Linked DNA regions of Callithrix jacchus: all the other regions are linked to region 2. Evidence: chromatin contacts called from public Hi-C data. All regions are on one chromosome and are shown on one strand. Each heading gives the region's core, a stretch centred on a gene start, on an enhancer-like site or on the middle of the called end of the contact. The rest is flanking DNA. Distances are from core to core; before and after follow the strand shown.

Region 1 (2,803 bases), core at 142-2,641, 300 kb before region 2:
CAAGTGTTGGAAATTTTCAGGAGGTGACTGAGCAGGGTACACCACCTTGGGTCCTCTCCACAATCCCATTTCTCCTCCCTCTAGAGTCTGCAAGGGGAGTCTAGCATAGCTGTCTCATCAGCTGTTGGCCTCCACTGAGTCAGTGCTTCTCTTAACCATTCCTGGGTGCCTAATGTATTACATTCTGAAGTCTAGGTGAAGTACTCCTGTTGGCCTGATCCAATCTTATATGCATTCTTGCTGGCTAATGTACTTAGAATCCATTTCCATGTGTGCCCTCCAGGTTCCTGCTAATATAATTTGACAAGATCCTGCAACTCCATCAGCATGTACATGATTTCCTCCAAGAGGAGACCTTGCAGTATCTCTAGATCATGCTAGGATTTGACTTTTTTTGGCCCTATAGCCAGTGAGTATTGATGGTTGTGGGTCTTCAGAAGTTTTCAGATGACCACCCCAGATGAAGCCATTGAAACATTTTTACCCAATGGAATGCTACTTTTCTTAGAAGGTGGAAAGGGCTGTTTCTGATATGAAGAAATGTTTAGAGATATTAGAGAGCCAAGGTTCTTAGATTCATGCCTGGCTAGAGGCTCCCATATCATCAAGTCTCAGGTTCCCACTCTTTCCCAACAGCACCTTTACCTTAGCTGAAGGGACATGGCATAAATATATCTTGATCTGGCATATGATCCTGAAATGTCTACATTAAGCCTCAGTCATGTCCCTTGTAGCTTTATAAACTAAGGATTCCTTGAAGGCCACCATAAAAACTTGGATTCTCTGCCCATGCCTTTATAGTTGAGATCTCAAGGCACTAAGCTCATCATTTTCTTTTTGGAATCTCTTCAGCACAGTCAAAAGAAGCCATCTCACCCCACAAACTTGGAATCACCATGATGCCGTAGCAATCAAGTGCCACGGACATTTGGTCTCCCAGTGGCTTGCCCTCCTGTTACTTTCTGTTTCAGTGACATTTGAGTAACCGTGATGCCACCACATGCTGCAGATTGGCAGGATCCCACTTCTCCCTAGTAAGAAAGCAAGCCATTCATGTACTCACCAGCCCACCCTCAGAATCTCACCTGGATGAGCTGCTTCATTGGGCCACTTCTCCGAACACATACTGTATTCATCAGGGGTGGAAAACAAAATGCACATTTGGCTGAAACTTTGAAGAGAAATTAATGAAGAGGGACAATCAGCTGAAGTTTAGGCAGGCACCCAGAAGGATAATGAGACAGCCAGGGACTCACAGCAGGAGGAAGCCCTTACCATGCTTAGTCCTTGGGCCTGAAGGGCAAAGGTAGCTCTGGAGCCTGGTGAGAACCAGTGGTGGCAAAGGGGGTCTGCCAGATAGGAGCTCCAGTTGTAGAGGAAGAGAGGGAGTGGGGTGAAATACTCAACCTTCCCTCTTCCTGCCCTTCAGCCTCCTGCTGGTGCCTCCCACTGGCCTAACCAGAAGCTGAAGATGAGGCAGCTTTGCTGGTAAAGACTACAGAGGTCCCCTTCCTGGGCCATGGAGAATGGCAGACTGGGTTGAGGGTGAGGAAATGGAAAACCATCAGCACATGGGGTCTTGTGGAAATAATAGGAGACTTTTCTACCCCTACCAGAGGATAGCACTTCTGGCTGGAAAACAAGGCATCTAACAGCTGGAGCTGTCAAGAGTGGGTCAGATGCCCCTTGGGGCTCGTGACTCACTGCACAAAGGTGCCCAAACCTCTGCTATATGGGGAAGACCTTTGAACTGTATTATTCAGATTCTGAAATGACCTCTACTAGCAATCTATGTGTATACATACATTTGTAGGATAAATTCCTTAAAATTATGTTGTTCAAGCTTTGTGGTATATATGTGTTCTGGCTAAATGGGTGACATTTTCTGTTACATTATTTTTATAATGGACTTCAAATTCTATCACTGCACTGTTGGTTCTAGTAAGCAGAATTCGAAATGTAATGTGGAAAAGGTATTTTTCTTCTTAGTTTCTACTTTAGGGATAGTATATCCTCTGAACACTACTATTAAAATGAACATTCACGTGCACATACTTCACCTGATTCCAGTGCTCAGTTTTAAAAGGAACTTTAAATTTCTGCTGTGCAGTTTGTTGACTATAGCTAATCCTTCATTCTAACAAAAAAGATAGTTTCCAACAGAAAGAATCAGAAACTTTAATCTTGAACTCACAGTGTTCTTCTCTCCCCTTCTCCCCTTCCAGGAGGACAACTGTTAGTTTTGTGGCTTACTGCTGCTCCACCCAGTGTCTGCAGACTTTTGACCTGCTGAGTTGATAAACACCCAGGAGCCTCAGGAGCACTGCCAGCTTGACGCTAGGGAATCCGGCCAGTCCAGAACAGACTCTTCCATCCTGTCCTGTCCAAGGCGGGGCACTGTGGAACTCTCTGGAAATGTCAAGATTGGGCTTCAGAGCTAAAATGCCTCACCCTTCCCCCAAGTTGGAATATATCCTCCCCCAAATTAAGGACCCGTTTGTCTTCTGTGGTTTTCCTTTTTATGTGAGTGTGTCTTTTACACGAACTATTTATAGATTGGTGGGCCTCCCCAAATCTAATTTAAAGCAAGTTTCAGGTTCCTGGAGAACAGTGGTTGATCATCTAACGAGATTCCCTTTTGAACACACATACCTTCAGTGATGCTTCCTCTCTTCTCCCTTGCTTTCCCCAGAGAGTGATTTCCCCGAGAGCATATTCTGCACAGTGTCTCCAGTGGAAACTTGTCAGTTTTTGAGGAGTTTCAGCAAACCCCACGGCCTCAGTGGTCTTGAGTAGCAGGGTG
Region 2 (2,700 bases), core at 118-2,617:
TTCTTCAAATATGTGGTTTTTCTCTATTGAAGTCATTTTATTCACATGAACACTATATTTGCAAATGATAAACATATATAAAACTGGTATTTAAAGCTCTTGTATTTATGAACAAATGTTTGTGTTCTTGTTGTTTTATAGCACCATGCTAGTTCCTGTGGGAAATAAAGCAGTTTTTTGCCTGCCAAGAGGCAGCATTTAGTAGGAGATAAATGAACATACATCACCTGGTGGGTGGTAATAGGATGATTTAGATAGAGTGGGCCGGGCGCAGTGGCTCATGCCTGTAATCCTAGCACGTTGGGAGGCTGAGGTGGGTGGATCACCTGAGGTTGGGAGTTTGAGACCAGCCTGACCAACATGGAGAAACCCCGTTTCTATTAAAATTACAAAAATTTGAAAAATCAAGTACAGAGACAATAAGTAATTTATATTTCTATCTGTTATGTATATAATCGTCTCTTTAGAGTTCCAGACAACTGCTAATGTCTGAATATGTTTTTCTAAAGAAATATTTTGTTTGTGAGTACCAACAGTCTTAGTAACTCTCTTATCCCTCTTATGTGCTGAGTACAGTCGGAGGAAGAGGAATTGGAGTTGGTGAGTGTGGGTTTCTGCTTGAAGGAAGTTGAAAACGATGTAGAAAGTACTAATTCTCTTAAATGTTCTTACCTAACCAGTGTTCCCTTTGTTATACTATTTTTTTTCTTTCTAAAAACTATTCAAACAGTTTGAATACTAAAGCAATCTGCTGGTACTACAGACTCTAGTTTTTTGTTTATAATTGTATGTGTTGACCCATTTAGAGCCTTTAAAAACAGTAGCTGTCCATGAGCATAGGATACTTGTTAAATATTTTTTTTAAGGAAAGATACAAAATACCTTATATAGCTCTCCAAATTATTGAAATATTTTTAGAAAATGACTTCACCCTCCAAGTTCCTCAGATTGTGACACACGATGTTGTGTTGTTTCTTTTTCTTTCAAAAAGATTACATCATTTTTGGTGAGGTCACCTTTTTCAGAGTTGGAATTACTTCATCCTGCATGATACAGTCTGAACCACAAGGGGGTTCCCTGTTTACTAAAAGGAATGTCTGTAATTGAATGTATATAAATTTACTTTACTCTCAGAAATGCTCTGTTCTTAAAAGCAACTATTGCCCTTTTTCCAAAACAAACGTTTTCTGTTGGCTTTTCCTCTAGAAAATAAACTTGACTAAAAGCAACCTGCAGTTGATCTATTTTTCCTGTAGGAACTAAAACTGAAACCTCACAGGAGTCATCATATAATTGCAAAGTCAGCTGCTAATTAAAGTACTTTAAGGGGAATAAAGACTTGAAAATGTTGTTTATATAGCATGGACAAGGGTTAAGTGCATGAATGCATGGGGGAGAAAGGCATCCGTTGGTCTGTTAGTCCGTGTTTGTGCATGCTGGTGTGTTTTGCACACTTTGTTTTCTTTTCAAATAAGGTTGTCCTCCTTAGGCTACGAGATTGTTCTTTAGCTTTGTGACCACTCAGTTTTGGATGTAGTTTTGTATTGGCCAACTAAAATATTCTAGTTACCTGTAAATGTTTTGGATTACATTATGAATGTCTTTTGGAGAAACAGTTTACTTAATGATACCATAATGATTAGTAAATGGGAGTTTATAATTCAAGCTAAAATAATTCACCTTAGGTTAGACCTCACCGTTTAAGGAGTTATGAATGCTTCCATGATTTATCTAGCACTATATTGCCCTCTAGTGGTTCTGAAAATCACTTACTCTTACAGAACTCAGTGCCATTGAGATTAGGAGCTTAGATGAGTAGTACCAGAATTTGAAGTCTTATTGTTACCCTGTCTTTGAAGACATGCCAGGAGATTGCCATGAAGATGGTGCCATGGAGTAGGTAGGGTCCAAGACGAACTGTCTCATACTGTATTCTTTGACCTACTGATTTGACTTTTGAAGTTCCAGACCAAATATGAAAGAAGAAATTAAGTCCAAAGCAGATCTCTATCTCAGAAAGCTATTAAATTTATAAACTTGATACTGAAACTAAAATATATTCCTAGTTGACATACATTGATTTTCCACATTCCTCAAAGTACAGCTGTAATTACAGAACCTCGAAGATAAATATATTTGTTTCTTGACTTTAAAATACATATCTGAAAACTTATAAACAGCCATTTATATTCTTTAAAATTTAAACTTGAGACTCTGTAATCAATTAAAAATGCAGAACTTTATAGGTCAGAACCAAAATATAATCAGAAGCACATTCTGTTAGAACTTAGAAAGTTGTTCAAATTAGCTTAAGCTCTAAAATACGATCGTGGATGACTCTGATCCAAAGTGCGGAAGGACAGGTGCCCTGGGGCCTGCACTAAAGACTGTACTGTTAGCCACAGAAATTCCTTTAGAAGCCGAGCAATGCTAGAACAACTTGACTTCATGAAAGCTCCAGTAAAATAGGCTGTGGATTAGAAGGAATAAAAATATGTATCATTTTTTCCCCCACCAGTTATGTAGAAATTTGGGGTCAGAGGTTTTCTTGGGACAGTAATCTAAGGATACTATCTTACATTTATGTAGTACTTCAGTTATGAAAGCACTTCTAACATAATAAGCTCATTTGATTCTCACAGTAGCTGTGCAAGCCAGCCAGGACAAAGATTGCTGTATCTTCTCTATTTGACAATGAAG
Region 3 (2,700 bases), core at 138-2,637, 390 kb before region 2:
GTCCCTACAACATCATAGATTAGGGGAGAGAGCAGTTCAGTAATTTCTCCATAGTCACATGGCTATTAGGGTACAGGCGGTGTGGCTTCAGAGCCTGCTGTCTGATCCCCTGAACCAGTAATGGTTCCTAATTGGTTGTACATGAGGATTATTTGAGTTAAGAAGATGTTTCACTTGCTACAGGATGATCTTGGGCACCAATAAGACCCCGGGTGATTCTAATGTGGAGTTAGGATTGGCAACACTGTACTATTTTTTTAAAGACACATTTATTCAGTGTCATGATGAGACTACCACATTAAGCAATCAGCATGGGTGCAAAAAAAAATCTACATTAAACCCTTTGTTGGAATGCTTTACACTTTGCACAGAACAGAAACTAAAATAACCTGTTACACAATTAGTCACAAATACAGTCCTCAAACTTTTTGCCCACATACGTGAGTGTTTGTCTAAAACATGTCTTCTTTGTAGCAGCTAGGCCCTGCCACCACTGTGCTTGGCTGAGTTCACAAAACTGTTGTAACCTGTAGCTACCCTGCCACTTCTCTGGCTCTCCTCTCCTGCTAAGCTTTGTTTCCTGGCAGTAATTAAAATCATCTGACACTGCCATAGCTACTGCTGCTGCTGGAACTGGCATAGTCACTTTGATTTCATAATTTGGTAAAGTATTGGCGTCTACCACCATAGGAGCCAGAGCTTCTGCCACCAAAGTTTTCTCCCTTCATGGGTTTAAAATCTGAAGACTGTTGTAACTGTCAAAATCATCGTAGCTTCCACCACATCCAGAATTGCTTCTATCATTACCAAATCCATTGTAGCCATCCCCACTGCCACCATATCCACTGTCACCATGGCTGCCACCAAAGCTACCATGACTGCTGAAGTTTCCACCAGGAACAAAGTTGTCATTCCCATCAAAACCACCTCCACAAACACCACCAAAATTTCCAGAACCACTTCGACCTGGTGGCTGGATGAAGCATTGGGCATCTCTCGCTTTGATAGGGCTTTCCTAACTTCACAGTTGTGGCCATTCACATTACAGTATTTCCGAATGACAGTTTTATCCACAGAGTCATGGTCATCAAAGGTTACACAGTCAAATCCCCTTTTCTTGCCACTGCCTTGATCAGTCATGATCTCCATCACTTCAGTTTTCCCATGCAGTTCAAAATAATCTCTTAGGTGATGTTCTTTAGTGTCTTCTTTAATGTCACCAGCAAATATCTTCTGCACAGTTAAGTGGGTACCTGGTCTTTGAGAATCTTCTCTTGAGACAGCTGTCTTTGATTCCACACCTCTTCCATTCACCTGTGTGGCCTTGCATTCATGGCTGCTTCCACCTCCTCCACAGTGGCACAGCAACAAGCCCAAAGCCCCTGGTGCCCTTGGTGTTGCGATCTCTCATGATCACACAGTCTGTGAGCGTTCCCCATTGCTCAGAATGGCTCCTCAGGCTCTCATCAGTTGTTTCAAAGCTCAGGCCTCCAGTAAAAAGCTTCTGTAGCTGTTTGGGCTCTTCAGGAGACCGACATAGACATGATGGCAGTGGGAGGACAGACTTTAACGATGCTTCCTTGGCAGCCTCAGTGGGCAGCCACTGTGTACTCTTTCATACAGCATCTTCATTATATGTAGATAAGTTTAATGTTTTAAAGTCTGTTTGAAAAATTCTGATTATAATAGTGGGTACTTTACTTCATATTTTGATTTGGACATTTTAAGGTCTTTTTTTATAGCTAGAACCTGAATGGAGGCAAGTATTTTGTTGAAAAAAATTTTTAAACCAATTTTCTGTTTTGATTTGGGCATTCCTTCCTAAAATTAATGTTTAAAGAGTATTGATTTTAAAATATATAATCATTTCATATACACAGAGCAAGGAATGAAATATATCATAGAGTAAATGGTGGCCTTATTTACATTGTTATACATAGCAGGTTAGTTAACCTTCTACAAAATTGATTTAATTCAACATAAAATAATCTTTATGAAATGAGTAATTTTCTTTCTTATTTTGTGTTTATTGACACTTTAACATTCAATATTAGATTTTTAAGAATGTAGAAGAAAACTAAATTCTATTTTAAAATTATAAAGATTTATTTTTAAAATACAGTAAATAAAACCATAGGTTTGAAAATAAAGTTTACTAAAATCTAGTTCTCTTGTCTTTTAATCAATGATATAAATTATTTTCTTAAATTATTGCTGTATGATCTCCAGCAGTCACTTGTTTTGCTCTGAGTAGTGGGTTACTGATTGCAGGATGTCTCCACCAGAGTGTGCTGAAGACATTGTAGTGGGAAAAGTGTTACATAGGCTTGCTAGACTTCTCAGCCTCTGTGAAAAAGAAAATTTTTAAGAGAACCAGTTGATTTCTTGTTACAAAATTTCTTTTGCCATGAAATAAATTCTATACCTTGACAGTTGAGTATTTCTGCAGACACTGTAAATGATGAGTGTTTAATCTCTCCGTTGTTAGTTCTCTGTATGCGTGCTAGCTAGAAATATCTTATTTTGTGAAGTTATTTTATAGAAATGAAAAGTTCATTTTCCTTTACACAATAGATGTTGATTTTTCTTCACACAACAAGTATATTTTTAAAAACCTGAAGAAAATGAACTGGAAAAACTAGTAGTTTGTGTTACAAAGTTAAAAAAAACCTTATAGTTTATTCATTATGTATGCTTTTA

What was found. A called contact is a pair of places that touch in the nucleus more often than the background predicts.
Region 1: a contact with region 2 is called in a Hi-C map of skeletal muscle, with 4 times the contacts expected there. The contact joins two enhancer-like sites. A contact is called at or near these places in 2 of 3 Hi-C or Micro-C datasets (induced pluripotent stem cells and skeletal muscle).
Region 3: a Hi-C map of skeletal muscle shows a contact between it and region 2, with 7 times the contacts expected there. The contact joins two enhancer-like sites. A contact is called at or near these places in 2 of 3 Hi-C or Micro-C datasets (both in skeletal muscle).

Annotation. Positions count from the first base shown.
Region 1 is chr6:10,291,564-10,294,366 of calJac240_pri, reverse strand. It overlaps LRRC28 (leucine rich repeat containing 28), which reads left to right. Exons shown (of 12, transcript XR_013536591.1): 12 at 2,226-2,803. Among named protein-coding and RNA genes, the nearest start is that of LRRC28, 120 kb to the left of the region's middle. Within about 2 kb of position 1,391, at least 2 of the 16 cell types and tissues checked have an H3K27ac peak or open chromatin away from gene starts, as enhancers often do. A contact at or near this core is called in skeletal muscle, where this site is marked.
Region 2 is chr6:9,992,873-9,995,572 of calJac240_pri, reverse strand. The region is part of intron 5 of MEF2A (myocyte enhancer factor 2A); the gene reads left to right. Among named protein-coding and RNA genes, the nearest start is that of LYSMD4, 29 kb to the right of the region's middle. Within about 2 kb of position 1,367, at least 8 of the 16 cell types and tissues checked have an H3K27ac peak or open chromatin away from gene starts, as enhancers often do. A contact at or near this core is called in skeletal muscle, where this site is marked.
Region 3 is chr6:10,383,623-10,386,322 of calJac240_pri, reverse strand. The region is part of intron 4 of LRRC28 (leucine rich repeat containing 28); the gene reads left to right. Among named protein-coding and RNA genes, the nearest start is that of LRRC28, 25 kb to the left of the region's middle. Within about 2 kb of position 1,387, at least 1 of the 16 cell types and tissues checked has an H3K27ac peak or open chromatin away from gene starts, as enhancers often do. A contact at or near this core is called in skeletal muscle, where this site is marked.